Linked DNA regions of Zea mays: region 1 is linked to region 2. A link is a contact called in public Hi-C data. All regions are on one chromosome and are shown on one strand. The core of a region is the stretch at or near the end of the contact, and the rest is flanking DNA. Distances in the headings are between cores, read along the strand shown.

Region 1 (5,949 bases), core at 564-3,063, 200 kb before region 2:
CAGAGTGAGCCTAAAATGTAAAGACCCAAATAAAGGACGGGCATCCAGCTTGTCTGGATTAATGACAGGAATTTCGCAAGAGAATACAATTATACATACAGAAATATTGGTTCAACAAGCCTTCCATTGTAATAAGGGACAATAAGGGTTGGGACAAAAGCTATCATGGCCGATACCAACGGTAGCAGGCCACAATCAAATGGTAACTATGTACTCTACGTCTCTACCAATATAGGCAAGCATCTAAAGAAGAGTATAACACGATCTGCAGGATAAACCATGGGTGGGTAGTGCACACAAAGGGTGAGTTGCTCCATCAACTACCTTCTTTCTTCTGTTTCGTCCTTTGTTATTTGCTTTTTCAGCATCTCAAGTCCTCAAGGATACTTGCGATTTCATGAGTAGGTTGACTTGTGGCTAAGAGGAACGGGTGTGCACATCCATGCTTCGCAGAAGCGTTATCACAGCACAAGAGGGTATGGACAGGCAGGGCATATCGCCCCTGTATAACCATGAAAATGGCTGGCAACGTGTTATCTCCTTTATGGACGCTTGCTAGGCCATGCATACATACATCATTATTCGTGGAAATTATTTTAGATTGCGCTATGATTTTCAAGCTCGAATTTCAGTTCATCTAGCATTTGGTTGGCAGCCAAGACCGCATTATATGTTTTGTACTCTACTACTCTGTTTTACTCTCGTGACAAGAAATGAGATCCCCAATCGACATCAGTGAACATAATTTTACTTTTATTATTATACTAAGATATCATCGTATAACATAAATAATACAGCTAATGTTATCCTATCTGGTGAAGCAAAGCTTTCCAATTCGATCACGATGAACATAACTGCTGACAATGTTTCTTTCATGTAGATGTCTGTTGCAGTCATGTAGAATGGTCAATGATGTCTGTGCGCTGTCAGTATAATAACCCTAGTGTTGCATGATCTTAGCTTTCTTGCATAGAGTTTTATACTATTAATGTGAGCAGAAAAGTAACGCTCTTCAAGACACCAAAGCATCGTGACGGGTTTTCTAATTTCACAATGTAACTGAAGGGACAGGAAGGTGGATTAGCTTTGCAAACAGAATGCAGGTGGGATTCGGCTGTAATACTATTTGCTCTGGCCTCCGGACACAAGCTGACAGCAGGCATAGCACCACCGATAACGGCAAGTGGGAGGGTCAGGTCAGGTTGGTGCAGGTCAGACTTAGGTCCTGTTTGTTTCCTTCCAGGATGATACAATCCAGCTTATGGATTATATAAGCACCTAATGAACTGCTTATGAATCATCATAATCTAGGTATCTAGACTATATAATCCACCATTCCACCTAATAAATCTGCGTTGTTTGTTTGTCTCTTAACTTATTTAAGCTGGATTATATAATCTAGAGGATAAACCAACAGGGCCTTGGAGGCTTGGACATGACATACCCTCTCCTTGCGCGCCTGCTTCTTGAGCTCGAGCTCCTGGAGCGCCTGCGCGCGTCGGGCCTCGAGCGCCTTGAGCTCCTGCTCCTTGAAGGGCCACTCGTTGGGGATCCCGGGGTCCTTCTCGACCTTCCTCCGCTGGCCGGCCTTGCCCGCCTTCTTGGCCTCCTTGCGCTTCTTGCGGTGGTGCTCCTTCACCTTGCGCTGCACCTTGTGCTTCTGCCGCAGCGTGACTCGCTTGCTCTTGCTCTTCTTGCTCCTCTTCACCATCTCGCCGACGCTTGTCGAGGCGGAGGAGAGGGGAGGACCGGAGGAAGGAGCCGGCGGCCCTGAGGGCTGAGGTGGAGAGTCGGTCGGGAGTCGGCAGGGCAGCGACTTCGGCCGCAGTGAATTCAAGGAGAGAGGGAGTTAGGTTTTTTAGAAGGGCGTCGATACTGGATAGACCTAAAAAGGGCTCCGCTGCTCAAATGAGCCCATGGAGCGAAGCGGGCCGACCCCAGACAGAAAGCCAGACAGAAAGCTTGGGTCTTGGGACCGCGTAATCCAACCGCGCTGTTCGGTGGTCAACCTGCGGTGACTGGGAGGGAAAAACAGTGGTGCCTAAAAAATCACGCTAGCGGTGATTTCGTGTAAATTAGGAGACGCGGTACTGTGATAGAAGAGCTGTTGCCTTATACTCCCTCCGTCCCAGTAGTTTAGAGCATCTCCAAAAGATCTTAAAAATAAATCTTCCAATATAAGATAATTGGGATCTCTCTAAATCACTTAATTCCAATCCTGAGTACTATCTTCAACAACTCCCAAGATTTTTCTCAAAATCTAAATATATAGACGACACATTATCGAGTTAAAATACTTCAGATTCGGTGTTGAAAAAGTTGAACGGCTTATCTTGTCGCTTTCACAATCTAGAACACAGGTGTGTTGCTTGTCTCCCCTCTGATGCACAGGACATTTCAGTTTTGTTTAATCACAAGGTGCATGCGGCAGGGGTGATGGTGAAGACTATAGATGAGCATGCAGCCCTGAGCCCGGTAGCCCGGCACACGGCCCGGTTTTTTGGCCCGGCCCAAGCACGGCCCGGCACGGCTGGATGCGTGCCCGGGCCGGCCCGGACCATTCCACCAGGCCGTGTCTCGGCTGCCGGCTACGCCCGTCGGGCGACACGGCCCGGCCCGCCTAAAAACGGCAGGCACGGACCGGCCCGGTCCCGGGAGCGGCCAGCGGCTCTCTCCCTCTCTCCGCTCAAGTGGGCAAGTGGCTGCGCGGCTGGCCCCACTCTCCGCTCCGTCTCCCACTCTCTCCGTCTCTCGGTCTCTCCGCTGTCCGCTCGCTCGGCTCTCTCCCTCTCGCGGTCTCGCTCGCCAGTCGCCTCTCGCCCTCGACCTCTCCGTCGCTGCTCGCTCCGTCTGCTGCTCACCGCCTCACCGTCGGGCGTCGGCCGTCGCCGTAGTCTCTGCCGGATTCGTTCCGTGCGGCGCCGCTCTCTAGGCTCCGGCTCTGCATCGGTGAAATCCCTAACCCTAAATCCCTAATCTCCGCTCTCCGGACTCCGGCTCTCCCTCCCGCCGTCCCGCGTCATCGTCTCCGGCTCCGGGCTACGGCTTGGCAGATAAGTCCCTCTCCGGCTCTCTCTCCAGTCGGCCATCCCAATCCCTAACCCTAACCCTAATCTCCTCTTCTCCGGCTCTCCCTCTCGCGTCGTCCGTCGTCGTGCACTTTACCCTCGTCTCCGGCTCCGGGCTCCGGCTTGGCAGGTATGTCACTCACTCACTCTTCCTCAGTTTCTCACCACCAGTCAGCCATCTCAATCCCTAACCCTAAGCCTCGCTGCTTGCTTGTAGGTCGCCGGCCGACTACGTAGTCGTGCTAGTGCCGCCACTGCCGTCGAGGTACGGTGCCGAGATCGAAGGCGGTTATGGATGACGACGACGACAACGGTCGGTACCCTAGAACCATCAACGAGGAGCTCGTTGAGTTAGGGCAGCTTCCCGATGACGTCGACGACATGGGAGATGCTGCTGCTGCCTTGTTTGGTGTCGATAGCACTCATCCCGGACCAGTAAGTGATGCTGCTGGCTCTAATGAACTTGATTCATTGACTTCTTCTAGCACTGGTAAACGTCGATCTGCTGTTTGGGATGACTTCACTGAAGTCACAGAAAACCGTAATGGTAAGAAGGTGCGCATTGCGGGTATTTGCAAATTTTGCAAAGCTAGGTTGAGTGCTAATTCTAATGCTGGCACTGGACATTTGCTTAGGCACCAGAAATCATGTAAAAAGAAGTCTGATCATGCTGCTATGGTTCAAACTAGACTTGCTTTGAACCCTGATGGGTCTTTTAGAAACTGGGAATATGATCCTCAAGTGGCTAGAACTGAGCTTTGTCGTTTGATTGCTAGACTTGATCTTCCTTTAGGGATGGCTGACACAGATGCTTGGGATGCTTACATTCAACATGCTCACAACCCTAGATATGTTAGAGTATCTAGGTTTACAACTGCTAGAGACTTGGTTAAGTTATACAATGACAAATTAGAGTATCGACGACGGCGCTTGAACTCAGAGACAGTGGAGATGTTGGTGTGCATCAAAGATTGGGAGCTAGACCAACAGCGGGCACAACATGCTGTGGTGGATAATGAATTAGAGGAGTCCTTCAAGGACCTCTGGCTAGATGAAGCTGCTGGTGCTACTGACAGTTTGGCTTGATACTTTGTCTGGACACAACATTCTTGATCTGTCATTCACTCTTTCTATCCTGATACTCATTCTGTCCTGATACTTTGGCTAGATCTATATTCTGTCCTGATACTTTGGGCTTGTAAATTGTAATAACTTTGAACATTTGAATTATAAACTGAGCTGGCCGTACTCTTTTTTCCTTTCTAGGGTTTCTCACGAGGTGTGAGTTTTACCTAGAAAGGTTTTTAATGAGGCGGCATTGCACTAACAGCTCAAAATTTCTGTATATTTTGTTGTATTGTGTTGAATTCAATTTGATCTCTGTTTTCTATTTAAACTGTGTTGAATTATGTTTTTCTATCACCGGGCTTCGGGCTGGCCCGATCCACTTTTGGGCCTGGGCTTTTCGGGCTGGCACGGCCCGAAAAACGGCTCGAAGGGCCGTGCCTGGGCCTCTGGCCAGGCACATAGGACTGTGCAGGCCCGGCCCGGTTGGCCCGTGGGCCTGGTCGTGCCGTGCCGATTTGGGACGTGCCTTGCACGGGCTCGGGACGTGTCGTGCCGGGCGGCCCGTTTGCTCATCTATAGTGAAGACGTGAGAGCCAGGCGCTCAACGTGCGAAATGAAACAAACACTACGAGCAGGCTGGTGCAAAATGGTGAAAAAGAAGGCATGAACACAGGCGCGAACCGATGAAAAGAAGGCGGGAACGAAGTATGGGCCTCGATTGTGAGCTCAGGAGGCTGCGAAGGTTTGTGCTGCTGAGGACATTTTTTCTGCCTACGGTAGTTTACGTATGATGGATAGGTAACTGTTGAAGATGATTTTTTCCTTTTCTCCCTAGTATAAGGATTAGGATAAGGGTTTTAAGGATCTCTTGGAGATGCTCTTATATCTTGTTCGAAATATGTAGATGCCAGATAATGTTGTTTCCAACCTTATTGACAGATCCCAAAGGTAACCCACATAGTCAAAGTTCAAGGTTGTGTGAGACCCTCACAAAATTTACACGAGGAAGGCCAAATAGGCTAAAGATGAAGGTGGACCTGCTTGGGAAGTGCAGTCAGCTCTGATGAGGGATACACTAATGTTAAACAGACTATTCGTTTCAGATTAAAGTCAGTTGTTCGGACAACTGTATTTATAATCTATAGAGACAAAAAAATATTGTAGAAGCAATAGAAGTTGATACAGATTAAAGCCAAACGAACATGCTGGAAAACTTCATGGATAGTGAAAATGAGATAGAGGATGAAGATGACAACCTTATAGGGATAATATTAGAATTGCTAAAGGCAAAAAACAAAAAAAAAGTCTCCAAAGGATAAAGAAAATCCAAGGTAGCACAAGTGCTTGGTTTGAACATAATAACATGTTCTCTGGTTTGTTGGTCCAAAAGATAGTGTTAGATTTGGGCAGAGCGATCTTTGCCTCCACCTGGCAGGCGGCCATTGGGCTCCCCGACGCGCGATATCCAGAGGCGCGGTGGCAGCCAATGGCCTGGGCGCGGACGTGGCGTGCCGCGCGTCCACCAGCTGCGTCGCGAACCGTTGAGCCATCAGCCTGCCATATAAAGATCTCCTCCCCGCACCGGCCATTCCCACCACCAGTCCACCACCACTTTCTCACTGACCAGTGACCACTGTGCCGCGGCGTGCTCGGACGGACACAAGGTCGACGACCACACAGAGAACGACGATGGCCACGTCGGCGCTGCAACAGACCACCAGCTTCCTAGGGCAGGCCCTGGTCTCCCGCCCCGCCGGCGTCGATGCCGGCAGCCGCATCACCATGCGCCGCACCGTCAAGAGTGCTCCCCAGA
Region 2 (5,499 bases), core at 1,676-4,175:
TCCCGCTTATGAATCTTCGAATATCAAATAAACAAAAGATACAAACAGCACAAAAGATGAATGTCCAAAGCAACTATAGGTTATAAATGTAGAAATAAGGCTCTCTAACAGGAGACTCTATATGCTCCTCTACCTTAAATATAGATAAGATTTCCTTGTTTATAGCCTCCAAAGAGTGTCCTCTAAAGCCTCGTCTAAATATAGAGTAAATATAGAGAACACTCATTCATCCTCTATATATAGTCTCGCTCCTCTCATCTATCCATTTTTATGCTTTAGACGATATATTAAGCAAAACTAAAATATGTATAAGACATTTGAGGGTTTAAAAATACATACATAGAAAATTGTGTAACAAAATATATCCCTGATATGGGTATTTGACATATAGAGAATAAGATATTAAGAACACTGTTAGATATAGAGGAGAGATTTTTTTAAAGAATTATGCAAGGATAGATATAGAGGATACCACTGGAGACAACCAACCAGAAGGGTACATTTTAAACTACATTATAAAAAATCACTAGTCCACCATCTTTCTGATGATAAAAAATATCAATTAATCTACTGTGTATTTTCACACATACAAGAAAATATATAGCCCTTGATCACAATTCATCATTAACACAACAATTAGAAAGTTCAAAATAAGAAGCATAAATATTGCATCTATAATAAGCGATGTAACTAAGTGTAGAAATGAGAGACCCCATATAATATGTGGGATGCTATTGCATTGAGCCTCTGGAGTGAATATATTATATATAGATGTACATGGCTACAACTACAGATAAGAAATGTTATCCCAGGATTACAATCAATACTAAACCAACCATATCAAAAGTTGCCTAATATACTCTTACAATAAGAAAGGTTATCTCGAGATTACAATCAATCCTAAACAAACCATATCAAGAGTTGCCTAATATACTCTAACATCCTTCCGCAATCGTAGCGTTAGTAAAACGAACGGACAGACTGGAGAACAATGGAGATATCCGCATAATCCCATATCAAGAGTTGCCTAATATATTTTAACATCCTCCCGCAGTCGTAGCGTTAGTAAAACGAACAGACACACTAGAGAACAATGGAGATATTCTCCCATAGTCGGAACGCCGGTGCGTAAGCTACGACTGAAGTAGACCATGCAGACGATAACCCCTTAGTGTCGAAGTAGGCGAGGTTGAGCTGGACGTGATCGAAGCCGTAGAGGAGGGCACTAATCCGAAGCGTCAACGAAGGCACGCGAGTGCACAAAATCAGCAGCTTCTTGCCAGGCATGTTCAACAGGGCGATGAGCCGGCTAGACGCCGATGGAGATAGTGCAGCTAAAGAGCGCAACTTGTCTTCCTTGAGCTTGAGCAACATCGATGGCAACTTCATTGAATTGGCTTCGTTGGTATCATAAGTCTCCACAATATTTGCCTCATCTGCCACGCACTCTGTGCCATTTTTCATAGGCTCATAGCCACTCTTCACTTCATTGACATCATGGCCACTTCCCTATTCTCTTCAGAGCCATACTTCTTAGCACCATTCTTATCTGAAACACCAGATTCTACATTCGCCAATGGAGGTGGATCCCCTGCTGCTGTTGTTGGGTTTGCACCTGACATCTTGATTGGACACAATCCTCTATCTGCTCCAGGAAAATGCAGAAAAATGTCATCAAAAGTGTCAGCAACGAAAACACACGCACACACATTGTTAAATGTTAAAGGAACTGCTAAGAGGGTAAAGAAAAGGCTTTACAGAAAACAACTGATATGGGCTATAATAATACAAAAAAGGTATATACTGCAAAACATAATAAGGCGTGTAAAGTCATGAGAAAGACCAGTGTAACCGTGCATTGTCATGATTAACCGCAAAGAATGGCTAATGTTTCCAAAAACATCAAATAATGATTAACCACACTCTCCAATAGGTAACTATGAATGGCTGAAGTTTACAAGTTGATTACATTTTTAACACGTGATACAGATTGGCTAAACCCTTAAATAGATAACTATGCAGCCACGTCATCAAGATTTCCTTCTCTATATTTATTCCTCCCGCAACGATTCCCTCTAAATTTTCCAAAATCTCCACCATCCACATAAACTATACATTTCATTCCAACTACCATCAACTACCTCTTATCATTTTCTTGTTTCTACCGACCGGACGGTTTGGCAACGGGTGTACAATTTTTTTTTTTTTGTATTTTCCAAACATATACGCCACTATTCAGTGTACGGACCATATTAACTACAAATCATTTTTATTAGTTCTGACCTTTGCCCGCATTGCACAACGATTTGTAGTTAAGGTGCACTAATTTCAATAGAAAGAACTATCGTGTTTTTTTTTTGTAAAAACTTTTAAAACTTAATTATTAAATCCATTTCATTCCAACAACTTGAAGTAGCTCATATTTTTTGTTTCAAACGCATGGACGTCAACGACAATGCGTTTAGGAAAATTTATTTTAGTCTGTCCAAATTAACCTCGACCATGTGTTAAACTAATAATTACGAAAACAAATATTTTTTTGGAACTACGCACGCATGTGACATGAAATATAATAACTCCTCCAAACATTTGAATGCAATTAAATATGGTTATATTCTTCCGAAACCATGACGAAGTACTAATTATCGCACTCCTTTTTGAACGACTATACTAACAGTACTATTCTATTATAAATATCCTGAAGTCCTGCATATTTTTGAGGTAACAGCTAGTCTTTTCGGAGTACAAACTTGTACTACACGATTGCACGAGTCTTCCGTTGCAAACCCACGGCCGACAACTGTGCACGGCAAGCCACCTGAAGCTTCCGTTGCACTCCAGTCTTCTTGCACAAGCCACCTTCGTCGTCCACTATATATATGGCTTGCACGAGTACCCATTTCTCTTCATTCTCCACTTCTATCTTCAAGATTTCACCTCCTACGTGCCGAATGGCTCCTGTGTCTCACAACAATGATTCCGATTCGAGTGATAGTGACGACAACACAATCATACTGGCCACTCTTCTTACCCTATGCATCGAAGCTACCAGGCGTAGGCGCAGGCAGTCTTCTATCCCTCGCCGCGTGATCGCTAGGGATCATTTTGCTAGGGAGAACCTTATCCGCCATCACTACTTCGGCCCTAACCCCGTGTATCCAGCTCACATGTTTCGCCGAAGGTAAATTACTATAGATGATATGTTAAAATGCGTTGTAAATTTTTGGCCATTGTTACAGTACTTATTGTGTTTACTAGGTTTCGCATGAGTCGGCCATTGTTCCTCCGTATTTTGCAAGGCCTCCAGCAGCAGGATAGTTACTTCACTCAACAGGTCGACGCTACAGGCCTCGCCGGTCTTGGACCACTTCAAAAAGTATGTGCAGCAATGCGGACCCTAGCTTACGGCTTACCTACTGATGCCATCGACGAATATATACAGATAGGCGAGTCTACGGCTAGACAATGCCTTATTCGTTTCTGTCGCGCACTCATTGCATACTTTAGTGTGTGGTACCTTCGAACTCCTAACCAGGCCGACATTGCACGCATCATGCAACATAGCGAGTCGAGGGGGTTTCCAGGAATGCTGGGGTCCATAGATTGCATGCATTGGGAGTGTAGGAACTATCGTGGTCGAAATTCTAGACCTACCATGATACTTGAGGCGGTCGCATCGTACGATCTATGGATTTGGCATGCTTTTTTCGGCATGCCTGGTACAAACAACGACATCAACGTGCTACATAGGTCTCCGGTTTTTGACCCAATGACAAGCGGTCAAATGCCCCCCGTGCATTACACAGTAAACGGACATGCATACAACTTTGGGTACTACCTAGCCGATGACATATACCCTAACTGGCCAACTTTTGTGAAAGCCATTCGGCACCCCTGGGAGGAAAAGAAGATCTATTTCACGCAGATGCAGGAAAGTCACCGGAAAGATATCGAGCGCGCATTCAGTGTGCTTCAAGCACGGTGGGCAGTGCTACGTGGTCTTGCTTACAGACGGGATCGTAACCGTCTAACCGAGATCATCACTGCTTGCATAATAATGCACAACATGATCATTGAAGATGAAGGGGAGTTTGCTGCCAACACCGACTTTGGAGACAATGCTTCTGCCACTGCACATTGCGAACTCATACAAGAGGGAAGGTCGGATTGGGTCATCGATCACTTTGATCTACGTCGCCAGGAACGATTTTGCAATCTTCAAAATGATCTTGTCGAGCATTTGTGGACCAAACGTGGGAGTATGTGATGAAACTTGAACCTTAGTCCTTTAAATGATGTGGCTCCGTAGTGTATGTTCCATGTGTGTGGTGGTCATTGTGTTATGTTTCATGTGTGTGGTAGTGGGTGTGCTATGTTCCATGCGTGTCTTAGTTTGAGTTAGGGGTTCTGTGGTCACGGGCAATGAGTACGAATTCATTTACTCTTAGTGGTCAAATGTGTACTCTTCAGTATGAAATCAAATGTGGCACCATCTATGCAAGAGAAATGAGCATGTCATGAAAGTTGTTGTACATGCCTACTATTCAGAGCGACCATGACCACAGAACCCCTAACTAAAGATATGAAGATGAATTCATTTTTTAGCTACACTAGACGTGTGCATATAATTCCTTGAATAGTTAAATTCTGACCACAGAACCTCTTAAGTTTTAGATAAATTTCTCTAAAATTTTATTTTGAATAGTTAACGAAAATTCCTTGAAAATGGGATTGTCTAACTAACCCTAGACGTGTGCATCTCTGTAGGGCAAGAATCCTCGTGAATATTAGAAATTGTTTGGTTCATGGCTAATTATACCACACTTTGTTTAAGATTAGTCGTTTAAATTGAAAAATTATGGTATGTTTGGTTCGTGGCTAATTATGTTACACTTTGATTAATGTTAGTCGTTCGAATTGAATAACTAACTTTGGTAAAAAAGTTATACAAAGTGTGATAAGTTATACAGAGAACAAAATAACATTTTAATCTTATACAGAAAAGTTAGATAAAATATGGTAAGTTAGACGACGAACCAAACAAATCCTTAATACTTCAATACTACAGATTAATTTAAGGCATTACTGAAAAGTTGGCACCACATACGGACGTCGCAAAAAAAGCTTGGGCGAGGCGCGCGTTCCTTGCCGAGTCGGCGACCGCGAGTACTGCAGTCTGCACCCGATCCAGTTCCCGCTCGGGTACAGATTCACGAACAGGAGGACCTACCAAGTTAACCCAGGCAGGACAACAAAACACAACCATTGAAGACTGAAAACCACCCGCCCCACACAATTCTAAGCACAAATGGGAGTCCACAGAAGAAACGGATCGAGTAAAAGCTCAAGGCAACACGAACAACTAGGGTCCATCCATGTGTTATTCAGACCTATCACGAACAATTAAGTACACGCCCTGCCACAGCGAATGCAGAGTTTCAGTCTTTCAGACACCATTTGCAAATCTAGAAACACAAGTTGTTGCCTAAGAGTAACTCT

The links. Hi-C and Micro-C count contacts between places; a contact is called where the count stands out from the background.
Region 1: a Hi-C map of ear shows a contact between it and region 2, with 3 times the contacts expected there. The contact joins the promoter of LOC100274701 here to the promoter of LOC100384061 in region 2. A contact is called at or near these places in 6 of 25 Hi-C or Micro-C datasets (bundle sheath, ear, endosperm and 3 more).

What each region holds. Positions count from the first base shown.
Region 1 is chr5:20,179,106-20,185,054 of Zm-B73-REFERENCE-NAM-5.0, reverse strand. It overlaps LOC100274701, which reads right to left and starts at 1,813. Exons shown (of 8, transcript NM_001149009.2): 1 at 1,445-1,813. The coding sequence starts at 1,711. It overlaps LOC103626067 (protein phosphatase 1 regulatory inhibitor subunit PPP1R8 homolog), which reads left to right and starts at 5,826. Exons shown (of 7, transcript XM_020537937.1): 1 at 5,826-5,949. The coding sequence starts at 5,826.
Region 2 is chr5:19,985,336-19,990,834 of Zm-B73-REFERENCE-NAM-5.0, reverse strand. It overlaps LOC100384061, which reads left to right and starts at 2,925. Exons shown (of 2, transcript NM_001384710.1): 1 at 2,925-3,181; 2 at 3,259-4,504. The coding sequence starts at 2,952. The coding sequence ends at 4,267. LOC103626062 (protein DEK) reads right to left here. Exons shown (of 12, transcript XM_008646442.2): 12 at 5,338-5,499.